Linked DNA regions of Sus scrofa: region 2 is linked to region 1. Evidence: chromatin contacts called from public HiChIP or PLAC-seq data. All regions are on one chromosome and are shown on one strand. The core of a region is the stretch at or near the end of the contact, and the rest is flanking DNA. Distances in the headings are between cores, read along the strand shown.

The links. HiChIP or PLAC-seq counts read pairs in DNA pulled down with a chosen protein or histone mark.
Region 2: an H3K27ac HiChIP or PLAC-seq map of alveolar macrophages shows a contact between it and region 1. The contact joins the promoter of PLXNA1 here to the promoter of MCM2 in region 1. A contact is called at or near these places in 2 of 47 Hi-C or Micro-C datasets (fetal heart ventricle and liver) and 1 of 2 datasets of contacts at active chromatin or transcription factors (alveolar macrophages).

What each region holds. Positions count from the first base shown.
Region 1 is chr13:72,647,011-72,654,384 of Sscrofa11.1, forward strand. It overlaps MCM2 (DNA replication licensing factor MCM2), which reads right to left and starts at 4,260. Exons shown (of 16, transcript XM_003483239.4): 1 at 3,552-4,260; 2 at 2,688-2,920. The coding sequence starts at 3,557.
Region 2 is chr13:73,094,911-73,102,284 of Sscrofa11.1, forward strand. It overlaps PLXNA1 (plexin-A1), which reads right to left and starts at 3,876. Exons shown (of 32, transcript XM_021069450.1): 1 at 3,800-3,876. It overlaps CHCHD6 (MICOS complex subunit MIC25), which reads right to left. Exons shown (of 10, transcript XM_021069811.1): 10 at 7,258-7,374. The coding sequence ends at 7,258.

The sequences.
Region 1 (7,374 bases), core at 3,010-5,509:
CTGGTGTTGCTGTGGCTGTGGTGTAGACCAGCAGCTGCAGCTCTGATTCAACCCCTAGCCCAGGAGCTTCCATATGCCATGCAGGTATGGCTGTGAAAATGATAAATAAAAAAAAAAAAAGCAAGAAATCCAGTTTAAAAATGGGCAAAAGGGAGTTCCCTGATAGCTCAGCAGGTTAAGGACCCAGTGTTGTCACCGAGACTATGGCCAAAAAAAGGGGGCAAGCATCTGAAAGACATCTCTCCAAAGAAACACAAACGAATGGCCAATAAATACAAGAAGAAGTGCTCAACATCACCAATCATCAGAGAAATGCAAATCAAAACCCCAGTGAGAATTCCCATCATGGCTCAACGAAAATGAGCCTGACCAGTATCTAATATCCATGAGGACACAGGTTCGATCCCTGGCCTTGCTCAGTGGGTTAAGGAGCCAGCGTTGCAGTGAGCTGTGGTGTAGGCTGCAGATGAAGCTTGGATCTGGCGTCACTGCAGCTGTGGCATAGGCTGGCAGCTACAGCTCCTATTTGACCCTTAGCCTGGGAACCTCCATATGCCTCAGGAGTGCTCCCCCCCCAGGCAATAAAAACCCAACCCAGTGAGGTGCCACCTCACATCCACAAGAGTGGCTGTTAACAACCAGAAAATAACAGATGTCGGCGAAAATGTGGAGAAATCATAAACGCATACACCACTCCTGGGAAGATAAAACAGTGCAGCTGCTTTGGAAAACAGTCTGGCAGTTCCTTGAAAAACTAAGAGTTATCACATGACACAGCAATTACATTCCTAGGAATTAGAATTGTATTCCAAGAGAATTTTTTATGTTCACATAAAAAATTCATAGCAGCGGGAGTTCCCGTCGTGGCTCAGTGGTTAATGAATCCGACTAGGAACCATGAGGTTGTGGGTTCAATCCCTGCCCTTGTTCAGTGAGTTAATGATCCAGCGTTGCCGTGACCTGTGGTGTAGGTCACAGACGCGGCTCGGATCCAGCGTTGCTGTGGCTCTGGCGTAGGCTGGCAGCTACAGCTCCGATTAGACCCCTAGCCTGGGAACTTCCATATGCCGCAGGAGTGGCCCAAGAAATGGCAAAAAGACAAAAAAAAAAAAAAATTCATAGCAGCAATATTCATAACAGCTAAAAATTGGGAAGAACCAAATATCTATCGATTGATGAATGGTGGGGTTCTCCACACAATGGAAAGTTACTCAGCCATGAAAAGGGATTAAGAACTGACATGTGCTCCCATATGGATGGAGCCTGAAAGTCACAGTAAATAAAAGCTTGTCACAAAAGGACACATGTGTTACACAACTCCAGTTATAAGAAATGGCCAGAACTGGCAAATCCAGAGAAACAGAAAGATTACAGGTTGCCTGGGAATAGGGAAAGGAACAGGATTAACTATAAACAGGCACAAAGGGTCTCAATGAGGTGATGGGAATGTTCTAAAACCAGATTGTGTTCAGGGGTGCACAACTCAGGACATTTACTAAGATTTATCGAATTATATTCTCATAAAGGTGAACTTCATACTACGTAAATTATAGCGCTGCAAAGTTACTTTTAAAGAAGCCACAAAACCAGAGTTCCCTGGTGGCCTAGCAGTTAAGGGTTATATATTGTCACTGCTGTGACTCAGGTTCCATCCCTTGTATGCCACAGCCAAAAAGATCAAACCTGAACAAAACCAAAGAAACAAACAAGCCACAAAACCAAAAATCTAACTGGGCCCAGCTAGTCCTCAGATACCTCTCACCAGTGGTCCTTGCAAGGGAAGGGAAGGAAAAGAGAAGCAGAGAGGGGTGCACTCTCAAGTGGCAGCTGGGATGGGCATCCTGCCTTAACAACCCCACAGTGCACAACAGGGAAGCTGCTTAGGGCTGACTTGTCCAGACGCCTCACTCCTTCCAGTCGGGCCAGTGTTGCACACCTAGGCTCCTCATCTGGGATGATGGAGCCTAAAGCAAACATGCAAATGGTCCAGATGAAGGTGCCTCTGATGCCCCCAAGGGGCACTCCCCTGGAAATGAGGGATGGCCTGAAAAGTACTCTCATACACACCAAGTTTAGAACTCCTGAGTCAGAGCTAAAAGGGCCCCCAAGCAGAATCTCAGAGGCTCAGATAATCCTACTGCTCATGCACAGACCAGATCCTGGTTGTAAACACAGGTAAAGCAGCAGTGGACTTCAATCCAGCTCACTCACACAGCTTTACCCCAGTCTCAGCATTAAGCCTCGAAAAGCTTTAGTACACCGTTTGTATGTTTACTGATAACTGGGAGTACAGCGCCTGGTACGGATCAGGCACAATAAATTTTGATGAATTCAACCTAAATATTAATAAATCAGCCCCCCCACCTCCCCACAGTTTCTTTGAAGTTGCAAACTCTTAGCTGCCTGCTTCCTGTCCTTCCTAGTCGAGGCCCCCATGTGACCTCAGATAAGGGATCCCTTGTGCCCCCTGGAGTGCACATCTCATGAAACTGGGGCTTACCCAGGCTTAGGGTCTAGTCTAAGTCAGACACAGCAAGTTACATGGACGTACACTGTGGCTCAATGAACCTATCTGCCTCTCCCAGACCCTGGGCCAAGATGTGGTCAAAGGGAAGGAGGCTTCCCAGGGGCCCAGACACAGCAGACCCCCTGCAAAATTCTGTTGAGAACTTTCTTGAACGCAGTACCTCTCCATGCCATCTCCGATAAGCTCCTCTCCATCCTCTTCCTCCTCCTCCAAGGGTCCCTCCGTGCCGAGCAGTCCCTCTGACTCATCCTCAAAAGGAGGAAGGTCTCGGCCAGGGCTGGAGGTCAGGGCATCCGTGCGCCTAGAGCTTCGCCCAGGGCTGGAGGTGAGAGGATCACTGCCTCGGCGACGCGGGGCAGGGCTGGACGCCACCGTGAAGGACTCAGATGATTCCTGCAAGAGGAGATGGGTTGGAGGTGGTGAGGACCAACCAGCTTCCTGTACCCTGGCCCTCCTCACCAAGAGGGCCTTCTTCTCCATAGTGACCCTGTCCTCCAACACTACAAACCCATCCAGCCTTAAGACTTAACACTTTCCATTCCCTCGGCCTGGAACTTTCTCTGAGCCAATGGCTTCTCCACGCGGCGACCAACTCAAGGACCCCTTCCTAAAACACCTCATCTTTCACCTGATCCTGTTTACCAAAGACTCCTCCCCCAGCACGCTTCCCACCCATCTGAGCACCCAGTGCACCAGAAGCTGCCGTGGGAGACGGATAACGAGTGCGGCCACCTCAAAGGTCTGAAACTCAGATTGCTGGAGGGCCAGGCAGTAGACAAGACTGCGGACAAAAACCAGTACGATAAGGAGGGCCCGAGAGAGCTGGCTGGGCCGGGGCGCGGGATCCCAAGTGCGGGCCCGCAGTACCAGCAGACCCGCGCCACGGGAGTAGCGGGAGAATTAACTCCGCGCCTAGCCTGGGGCAACCGCAAGCGGAGAGCAGACCAGGCCGGGAGCGAGAGGCGCGCCCCGCACTCCCGCCCGGGAGAAAGGCAGACCCTGCGCCGCGCCGCGCCACGCTCACCGCCATTGCAGCACCGCACTCGGCTCCGCCGGGAACAACCAGTTTTCGCGCGAAAATGGCCCACGTGACCGCAACGCCCGGGAAAGCGTCTGGCGGAGCACTACGTCATGACGTCAACGTCCATTTTCGTCAAGGCGGAGCTCGGGGGCGGGCCCGAGAGTTGGGCCCCGCCCACGCCCACCCTGCGCTCTGGGCTGAGGAACCAGCTCAGCTGTAGGAGCTTCAGCTGTTTCCGGCTGTCTAGGGTGAGTGGCAAGAAGCCCCACCTGCCAGCTTCGTGACTTCGGTCGCCCTGTGGCTTGGCTCCTTTGTGGCCTGTGTTACAGACGAGGCAACGGAGGCTCAGAGGCTTGTTTTCTGAGGTCTTTTTACTGTGTATGTCAACTTCTCCGGAAGCTCAGGCTGAATCCTTCAACCACCGAAAGGCCTGGGTTTGCAGGAGGCCACGTGTGATGTTCTGATGGGGGTTATCCTCCCAAGGGAGCCAGGATGCTGGGCGAGGGGTGTCCGGGTAGAAAAAACCTCGTGGACAGAGATGTGGAGAGCACAGCGCCATGGGGATCTGCAAGCAGTTCCCTGGTTCCAGTTAAAAAGCTTGTGATGCTGGGACAGGATTTGAGGTTGGAGAGCCCAAGTCACAAAAGATGGCCAAGTCTTTCTAGGAAGCTGGAGCGCTCTGAGAGCAGAAAAGAGCCACAGAAGGAGTTGAGCAGGGTGGGAAGAGGACTCAGTGGGGTTTTAGGAGAATTCCTCAGGCTGCCGCCAGGGTAGGGGTGGGGTGGGGGGTTTTACATCCACAGAGTCAAGCAAGGGGTGGCTGGAAAATTTTTACATTTATTTTCCAGAATTTCCCTTTGTGGTGCAGCGGAAACGCATCCAACTAGGAACCATGAGGTTGAGGGTTTGATCCCTGGCCTCGCTGATTGGGTTAAGGATCCGGTGATGCTGTGGGCTGTGGTGTAGGTCACAGATGTGGCTTAGATCTGGCATTGCTATGGCTGGTGTGTAGGCCAGTGGCTACAGCTCTGATTGGACCTGGAAACCTCCATATGCCACAGGTGTGGCCCTAAAAAAAGATCAAAAAATTTTTTTTCCAGAAAGTTTCAAAAATCAAAGCTTGATGTGTATGCACGTAACAGTTTACATAGTATTTATAGTGTGTTTATCCCTATTTGCATAATATTTACATTATATTGGGTAGTATAAGTAGTCTATAAATGGCAGTATACAGGAGGATATTCCAAGGTTATATGGAAATACCAGCCATTTTGTATAAGGGACTTGAGCAACCTTGAATTTTGGTGTCTGCACGTAGCTTGAGGTCAATCCCCCAAGGATACAGAGGGAAGATTGTGCTGTGATTCTTCCTCCAGGTCAGGAAGCTAGGGCTAGGGCAGGTGAGCAGACAGGAATGGATCTCAGCTCTCTTGCCAGGCACTTTTGTGTGCTGGGCAACTCTCTGGATGGGACCCAGGGTAGGGGCAGAAATGAGGATAAGGAGTGGGCATTCAGGAGATGGAGTCTATTGGTTGAGGCCAGCAGAAGGGAGGCACCCCAGATGACAGCAGATTCTGGCTTAGGAGACTAGGTGGGTGATGGTGCCGCCTGAGATGGGGAATGCAGGAGGAGGACAAGTTAGTTTGAGAGGAAAGAGGATGCGCTTGGGAGTTCCCGTCGTGGCTCAGCAGTAATGAATCTGACTAGTATCCATGAGGATGCAGGTTCCATCTCTGTCCTTGCTCAGTGGGTTAAGGATCCGGTGTTGCCATGAGCTGTGGTGTAGGTCACAGACACAGCTCAGATCCCACATTGCTGTGACTGTGGTGTAGGCCTGCAGCTAAAGCTCCAAGTCGACCCTGGCCTGGGAACTTCCATATGCCACAGGTATAGCCCTAAAAAGCAAAAAAAAAAAAAAAAAAAAAAAAAAAAAAAGAAAAAAAGGAAAAGGAAGGAAGGAAAGGAAGGAAGGAAGGATGTGCTTGCTTCTGGCTATGTTGAGCATGGATCCTTGGTGGAGATAACCAGGAGGCCACTAGATATTCAGGTCTGAGGCTCTTGAGGGCCTTTGAGCTGAGCTGCATTTGCCATGGGAGGGGAGTGGATGGATAATCCAGAGAGTGAGTGAAGCAAGAGGAGACAGTGGCCCAGGCTAGGGACTCAGGAAACCCTAACAGTTAAGGAAACTGACAAAGGGAGTTTGGCAGGAGCTAGGAGCCTGAGAGCTGCTGAGGGAGAAGCCAGAGAAGAGATGGTTCATGACACTGCATGCAGCAAACAATCCTGGAATCTGACAGCTTAAAACAACTACCTTGTCTGCAGATCTGGAAGTGGGCATGGCTTGGCTGGGTGTCTCTGACTCCTGGCCCCTTGGCTGAGCCCAACCATTTGTATCTATTATTTGGGCTCCCACTGCTATCAAGGAGCCCAGTTCTGCAGCAGCATGTCCTCCAGTCAGCCATGCCTGGTGAGTATCACCACCAGCCTGGCCAGGGCAAGGACAGAACCTGGGAGTCAGACCTTTATAGGTTAAACCATGCTTCCTTCCTTCTTTTCTGTCTTTTTAGGGCCATGCCTGAGGCATATGGAAGTTCCCAGGTTAGGGGTCAAATTGGAGCTGTAGCTGCCACAACCACAACCACAGCAATGTGGGATCTGAGCTGAGTCTGTGACCTACATGACAGCTCACAGCAATGCCGGATCCTTAACCCACTGGGTGAGGCCAGGGATGGAAGCCTGTCCTCTTGAATACTAGTCGGATTTGTTACCACTGAGCCATGACTCCTGAACACCTTTCACAGAAGTTCACTGATGTCATGCTCTGTCCTGTGTGTGGGGGTGTGTGTGTGTTTGCTGCAGTGAGGAAGCACTCTGCCCTGAAGGGAGGGGGCAAAATTAGGCATCCTTGTTACTCCCCAAATAAACCTGTGTGTAGGGCCCATAGTCAGAGTACAAAATGCAGAACTGTGCAATAGTCAGAGCAGACTCCCCCCACCCTGCCCCAAAGAGTTTGTACTGTCTCAAAAAACAAAAATGGAGGGCAGTGATTCGGCCTAGTCGCCAGTGCTCCATTTCTCCTCCTTCCTGGCACAGGTGGCAGGAAAGTTTCCTGCCCCTGCAGGTCAGAAGTGGCTCATGACTTGTTTTTGCCAATTTAAGTGAGCAGGGGGGCGATGCATGTAACCTCCTGGCAGAAATTGTAGGAGCTGCCCATTCAGGAAGGCAGGTGTCCGCATAGAGCACAGCCTTCTTGGCTGATACAGAAACTGCATGCTGACAGAGGTCCAGGCAGGGAAAGTCCAGATGGTCACAAGGTGGTGGCTTCCTCATCTTCTGCTGGGTAAGAACAGGAGCTAGGTGAAGGCCAGAGCCCAGTCTCATTCCTGCCCAGCTGTGAAGGTGGGGTGTGTATCTTGGGTTTGCTGTGATAAGCGGGTGCCTACAATTTGCACCAGGCACTGAGTCAGCCTCAGGATGATCAGAGAATGTGATAAGCATGGTTCTGTGCTCCTAACACTGACATTCTCTTGGCAGGGGGAGCAAATAATGAGCTAGGAAGTGACTACATGAATATAATCATAGGAGAGAGATTGTGCTGGTGTAAACAGACAGGATATGGGGTTCCCTGAGAAAGAGAACCAGGCACACTCTCTTGACATAAGAGAAGCCATTTTGGGGCGTTCCCTTGTGGAGCAGTAGGTTAAGGATCTGGCATGGTCACTGGAGCTGCTCAGGTCGCTGCTGTGGCTTGGCTTCAATCCCTGGCCTTGGAACTTCCACATGCTGCAGGGGTGGCCAAAAAACCCAGAGACTGTTTTTTGCCCTT
Region 2 (7,374 bases), core at 2,626-5,125, 450 kb after region 1:
GGACCCAGAGCAGGGAGGTGGATGACCAAGGATCAGGGTCTAGATTAGAAGGCCCACCAACAACCAAACCTGGAAGCCATCACCTCCTGACCCAAAGCCTCCCCTCACCCGGGGGGCAAGACCTTCCAGCTGAGTTTCCTGGAGGGTGACAGACTTTCTGCCCCCTGCAGGCCTTGGGCAGTCATAATGCAGACCTCTCGGGCTATGCGTATCAACCCTGGGGCCACTCCCTGGCTGACCTCAGCCCAGCCCCCACCCAGCCCTCTGAGGACTTCTCCAGGAACCAGGCCGGGTGCATCTCCCACACGCCATCCCTACCCCAGCCAACCCCATGCTGAGGTCACCAGCCCCTAATCCTGCCAGGCCCCACTTCTCAAATAGTCTCATCTCCCTATAGCCCAGGAGCTGGCAGTCAGACACCAGGTTAATCATAGGCTCCACTGCTCTGCAGCCATGTGGCTGCAACAGGGTCACTCCTCTTCCCCACCCTCGGTTTCCCCATGTCTGCTAGGTAAGGCCCACAGCTGCTTTCCCCGAAGAAAGGGGGAAGGTTGGGATGCCCTCTCAGTGCAGCAGGGGCCATGGCTAGTCACATCCCCAGATGTGGGAGCCTCCACCCCTGGATGGAAATGGGGCGCTGCACACACCCTTCATTTTATAGGTGGGGAAGCTGGGGCTGGATGGAGAGGCACCTGGGCCTCCATGTGTGCCCCTGTGGCACAGGGACCCTCTGGCCTCCCTGGCCACTGCCCTGAGGCCTCTGCTGCCTCCTGACACTGGCCAAAGGCAGCAGTCACTCCTCCTGTCAGTCACCCCGTTAACTGGTGGCTCTGCACTTGCTAAAGGTTGCATGACATATTGTTCCCAGACATTCCCCACCAGAACGGGAAAGGGAGTTCCGCGAGAGTAAGGGCCCAGCTCTACACTTTCCAGCTGAATCCTGGAGGCTGGCCCCAGGACCAGCACTTGTGAATGAATGAACAGACCAAAAAAACTGGGTACTGGGCAGAACGGGACCTGTTCCTTCACCCTGTCCTCACTTCCCACACACCCTCCGCCCCTAAAAACCACAGCACTGCTGGGGAGACTGACACTCAGCAACCCACAGCCAGGGAACCAGGCTTGCTGCCCCAGGACCCTCCCAGCAGGCTGTCGGCTGCCTTCCTTGAGGATCCCCGCCCAGAATCCCCCCAAACTATGGCTGCTGGGACCTCCCAGGCAGCAGGCAGAGGAGCCCCAGCCCCTGCCCCCAGCTTAGGATCCCAAGGCAGAGCAGGAGCTAGAGGACAGGGTGGCAGTGGGGCCTCGGCTGAGCACTGAGAACTCCAAAGAAAGCATGAATCACTCACCGTTTATCAGTTCAAAGCAGGCCTGCAATTACCAGGGGCTGGGCTCTCCCCTCCTCCGGATAATTATACACGTCTTAATGAAATTACGGGCCCTACTTTTTTTATTAAACAGGAGGAACCCAGCTGAAAAAGCCCCATCCAAACTCCAGCCTGGCCCAGGGCCCACTCCCCCTCCCCCAACAGAGCTGCCCTGCCTGAAAGGCCAGCTAGGGGCGTGGGGCTGTACCAGGAAAGGGGGACCAGAGCCCAGGGCTAGGTCCTGGGACCTCCACCTCACAGAGACCAGTGAAGACTTTTGGGTGACTTCCCCCACTGAAGAGGAACGGGGCCGGGGCTTGGATGGACCCAAGGTCACCCCGCTAGTTATGAACACTCCTACAGAGACCTGGACTCCCACAGGCCTCCGGTCTGCCCAGGGAAAAAATGCATTCATTCCAAAGCCTCTGCTGGGGAGGCCCATGCTGGGCTGGGGGAGGGGAGCACCAACAGATGCGAGCTCTGGGCTGGGAGGGAACAGCACGGGCCTGGTCTGGGAGGCATCCACCTGCTCTAGGAGGACGGGGAGGGGCATCTGGGGTGCAGAGCAGCAAGAGCTGAGGCCAGAGGTGGAAGCTGTTGGACATGCAGAGGGGAGCAGGAGTGACTGCAGCACCGGCATGGGAAGTGGGCTGGGCCAGCCCAATCCATCAGAACCAGACTGGTGTCCCCATCAGAGGAGAGCAGGGAGAGGGGCTAGGATACGGCAGGCTTCACTTCTGCACAGGACGGGTCAGCCATCCAGCAGAGTGTAGAGAGTGGCAGCCCCTTCCCTCTTCCCCTCTCCACCCCAGCAGCCACCACCACCACCCCTCGCCCTGAGAAACAAAGGCCCTCAGAGGCCTCTTCAAAGAGAGACAGCCCCCAGCCTGTGCACCCCCAGCCCTGGATCCTGTGGGGCTTGCATAGGTTGGGGTGTGGGAGAGGAGGACACAGCTGTCCTACCCAGTGGTACCCTGTCAGCAATCAGGGCCAAGGTGTGCCTGTCACCCCTCCTTCCCCAACAGAGGCCCCAGGAGGTGGTCGGAACCACCTGCTCCCCCTCCAGGCATCATGTGGGACTAGGATCTGGGGGCAATGGAGTCCTGCTCCTCAGAAAAAGTGCCTGCACCGGGCCTTCCCTGAGGCCAGTTCCTCCAGGCCAGATGCTCTAGACTCAAGGACCTTGGAGGTGGGGAGGGGCTACACCACCCACCAGGAGCCAGCAAAGGGCTATTTGCTTTGTCCACAGCCCCCACCCCCACCCCCAAGCACCCACCTCAGTCACCTGGGCTCACCAGGCCTCTGCCGAATGCCCTTCCCTGGCCTTCCCAGGCTGACTTGCTGCCTGGCCCTGAAGGGAATCACTGATTTCCGCGTTCACCTCTGGCACGGACAGGGCAGACTCCGGGAGGCCTGGCACAACACCTGGTCTCTCCAGCACACCCCAAACCAGCAGGGCGCCAAGGGACCTGGGGCATGCTCCGGGCTAGAGAAGCAAAGGCGCAGCCCCACCCCCGGCAAACCCAGAGAACTGGCCTGGGCTCCAAGGAGGTGGAGCAGTGCCTAGGGCCGCACCGCCAGAGCCCAGACTCAGGGGTAGAGGATCGGTCCACGTCCCCCAACACACACACCCCTTTCTTTCAAGGGGCGTGGCCCCAACACCCCACAGATGAGCCAGGGGCAGCTTCAGGCTCTAAGCAGCCACCGGAGCCCCTCTTGCCCCCTTCCCGAGCTGCCATGGGGTCTCAAAGCGGGAGGGGGTTCCCGGAGCCACGTTCCCCTCCCTGAGGCCGCTCGATCGCTCCCCGCCGCCGCCACCCCCACCGCCCACCAGGCCCGGGGCCGCGCAGGAGCCCTCGGAGTGGCCGCGAGAAGCGGCTGACCCTGGAGAGGCCCCGCGCGGGGCAGCGAGGAGGCCCTGCTCACGGCTGGCGCACCGCCCCTCCCAGCCGACGCGGGCCTGCGGGCCTGGGCGAACCGGCGCCCACTCCGGCCCCGCGGGCCTGCCGGCGCCGGAGATCCGGCGTGGTCCGCCGGCCTGGCCCGGCCGCAGGGCCCTCCCGGCGGGTCCGCCGCGAACTTTCTCCCCGCCCGGCCCGGTGGAGGCGGCGCGGCCCCGGGAGCGCGGCAGGCAGGGTCCCATCCTGGCCTGGCGGGGACGCGCAGGCTCGGCGCCTGAGCTGCGGCCGCGCCCGGACACGCGTGAACCGGTCCGGAGCCGCAGGGACACGCGGGGCCGCGGACACGCGGGGGCGCGGCTACGCGCGCCGCAGCCCCCGCGCGCCCCCCGCCCGGCCGCAACCCTGCGGAGGCCGTCCCACGCCTGGACCTCGGCCCAAGGCTGTCCCGTGCCCAGACCCCTGCGAGACCCCCACCGGACCCCAATGGACCCCCACCCGCCCCGCCACGGGGAAAGTTGCGCCCCTACTCACGGGCTTCCCCGGGGCGCGCCCGCCGCCAGCCATCGCCGCCCACTGCCCGCGCTGCCGCCCGCCCCGCCCCGCCGCGGGGCCGCCGAAGCCGCGCAGGCCGCCCAGGCCGAGGCCGCCGCGCCCGGGCTCCGCTGCGTGGCCGCCGCCGCTGCCCAGCATGAATGGGGCGCCAGCCGCGCGGATGCGGACCGGCCTCGCTCTCGCCGCCCGCGGAGCGCCGCGCGCATGCGTAGCCCGAGCGGGCCGGGGCAGGGCGGGGCCTGCGCGGGGGCGGGGCCCGCGCGGGGCGGAGTTGGCAGCTGCCTCCAGGGGGCGCTCCGTCCTCGCCGCCCGCCCTGGCCCACTGCTGGCTTCAAAGGGCGACGCCGCCACCAGGAGCTGCCCTGGAGCCCGGCCCCTGATGCGGCTGCGGCCGAGGACGGCAGTCCGTGCCAGGGATCCTCAGGGGGTCCGGGAAGAGGCCGGAGGGCTGGGCTTAGGGCCGGGCGTGGGACGCACTGGGCAGGCGGTCATGGGGCCGAGCCGGCGGGCGAGGGAGCACTAGGTCCGGGGAGAGCCGCCGGAAGGTGCTGCGCCGAGAAGCCGCGGGCGCGCGGGGCCGAGAGGAGGCGAGGTGGCAGAAGCAGCCAAAGGGCTGGGGTCTTGCGTGAGGACGAGCTGGGGCGTGGGGAGGCCGCGGGATATGCGACGATCCGGGCGGGGACCCGCAGGGGAGGGACCTCGGCAGACCCGGGGTAGCCCTGTCCTGCCCTGTGCAGCCGTGTCCTGGTGTCTGAGCTGATCGTCCCCATTTCCTGTGGGGCCGGCCACTTCTCCACGCTCCCGGTGTGCCCGGTTTGTCGGGACATTGTGTTCATCTGAGGTCGTGGGGAGGTCTGCGCGGTGAGGGCCCAGCGGCCGAGTGGCTCACAGGCAGACGGGCCTTTCGCTCTGCTCTGCGGCCCTGGCCCTGGCAGGTGTGCTGACCCTCTTCTGCTGACCGACTCCGCCCCCCTTGGGGCCGCGCCTGGAGCTGAGTGGTCGTCTTGTGCAGGCGCTGGGCTGCTCAGGGATGTGTGCGTGTATTTTTGGCGCATAGCCCAACAGTCTCCTTCAGTGACCACCGGGCTTTACATTACCAGCTGTGGTGTGGGAGGGTCCCCGCTCTCCCAGTCCTAACTCTGTTTTGAGTCTTTGCCCATCTGCTGGGATGCACTGGCTTTTCATTGTGGCTTCAATTTGCGTGTCCCAGAACGAAGGCAAGCAACTTCTTCAAAAGTTCTTTCTACTATTTCATTCAACCCGCACTAAGGTAGTCCTGGCCCTACCTGGCTCAGCGATGATGTGTAAAAAGAGCCGGGGGAGGGGAGGTGACTGACCCAAGTTCCCAGCAGGTTGATAGCAGGGCTGGGAAGCTGACCCTCGCTACAAAACACACACACACACACACACTTAGGGCCCTTCCTTCCCCTTGGATCCTGAGCCCACTCACCTGACTGATTAACACGGCAAGTCCCACCTGTTTTGGAGCCTCGCGTTTTCCCATCCCAAAGATGGCCATTGGAAATCCTGTGGCAGAGCTGCAGTGAGGAGGCATGACTGTGACAACCATAGCCGGCCTGAGAAAATGCCAATCCCTGCTCTCTACATTCTCCAGTCCTGTCCCCACCTGTCCTTGGCGAGGCCACCAAGGAAGGAACCACTCAAGATCCTTCTCACACTGCTCAACACTCCCCAGGAGCCGGGGCCTCTGCTTTGAGGTGCAGGCCCCCATCTCCCTAGGCTCTGGGCCAACTTGGCACCCTCTTGTCCTGAAGCTGCCCAACCAGAAGCCCCCACCTCCCCCGGCCCTGTGGATTCTCTCTGAAAATTTATTCCCGATCACATCACTTCCCTCCACCCCACTACATCCCTCGCTCCTGCTCCCATGACCTTCCATCCACTCCAGGAAGGAAGTCTACTCAGGTAATGCTCAGCACCACACAGGAGGACATCAACTCCAGGTGCGGCAGGCCCGAATGAGGGATAAAGGCTAGCAGGCTTTTGGAAGACAGCAGAGCAGACTGTGAACGTGGCCAGGAAAGGAGTTCTCCAACTAGGCATCAAAAGTAAAGAATGGAGAACATGGGCCATTTGATTACCTTCAGATTGGTTATTTTTGTTCATTAAATGTTACAAGAAGATATACCTGAAACTAATACAACATTGCAAATCAACTAACTCCAATAAAATATGTTACAAGAGGAAGTATCAAAATAACCCAAAATTTAGGAAAAGACATTTGCAACACATACACTTGACAAAAGACATAGAAGAAATTCCCAAGAATCAAGGAAAGGCCACAATCCAACAGGGAGGGACACAGGGCGGAGACCCCAACATGCAGTTGGTTGGAGCAAAAAATGGCAAATTATTGTTGCTCTGAAGAGCCCTGCAGTGAGTCCTTGTACCCAGGGAGGCTGGCCAGGTGCAGGTGGGGAGGGGGTCCAGAGCTGGGGGATCTGGATGGATGCAGGTGGGAGGGGGTGCAGAGCCGGGGTTCACAGGCACTGTGGCTCAAGGGCTCTGCATCCCACCTCACATGGAGGGAAGTGAGTCACCGGCCGCTGGGCTCTTCCTCCTTGGGTTTCCTGTGTGGGTTTCACTTCTGTTGCCCTTGCAGCTCAGGGTACAGGGCAGTGGGAACAATTCCTAGAAACAGAATAGACCTAACAGGGGGTTTTGGGGAAGGAGGGCCTGTCCAAACCTCCAGTGTTCCTGCCTCGCTTCTGCATGTCTGTGACTCGGCTTTGTGTAGAAGTGGACTCAGGCACCTCTCCCACCAGGGGCAAAACCTCACCACTGATGGGCGAGGAGAGGGCTTGGGGGAGCAGAGGGCAGGCACCCCAGCCCCCTGGGGGTGGCCATTGATCCCCACCCCTGGGCTCAAAGCTGGGGTGGCCCTGCCTCCTGCCTCTCCTTCACCCCCACTCCCTTCACCACCTGCTTCAGGATGTGCAGGCCTCCCTGGTCACTGGCTCCTGGTCAGCTCTCCCTGCCATGCAGTAAGGGTCTGAGAGAGGAGGGAGGACAGCCACTGGGCCCTTCCCTGGGCAGCCAGCCCTGAGCATCCATGTCCTGGCTCATTGCACTCATTGCCCTGTGGGGTTTGGTGCTGCCAGCCTTGACCTGCGAGCAAGGCTGTCCCCACTGCATTCTGGGAAGACTGTCTGGCCGCTGGTGGAAAGAGGATCAGTGAGGTGGTGATGCCGATGGAGGGCTGTGCACAGAGTGGTTCCCACACTCAGGCCTTGGGCTTGGTCCCCCAAAGCGGGCATGGAGCTCAGCACAGGTGCGGGCACTCTGGAGGGAGGCCCACCCCAACCCACCCCACCAGGTGGTTGTAGGCGGAGCCTCACTGGATCCAAGCCCCAGGCCAGCAGGGAAGCAGCAGGGGAGCATGTCCCTCTCTCCTCACCTGTGGCTCTGCTGGCCCGAGCTCAGTTCATGGCCACATTGGCCTCTGTGCCTCGTGGCCTCGGCAGCTCCAGGTGCTTCTTGCCCAACAAGTCCAGGAAAACTCCCAGAATGCTCACAAAATGGACTGGATCACGGGC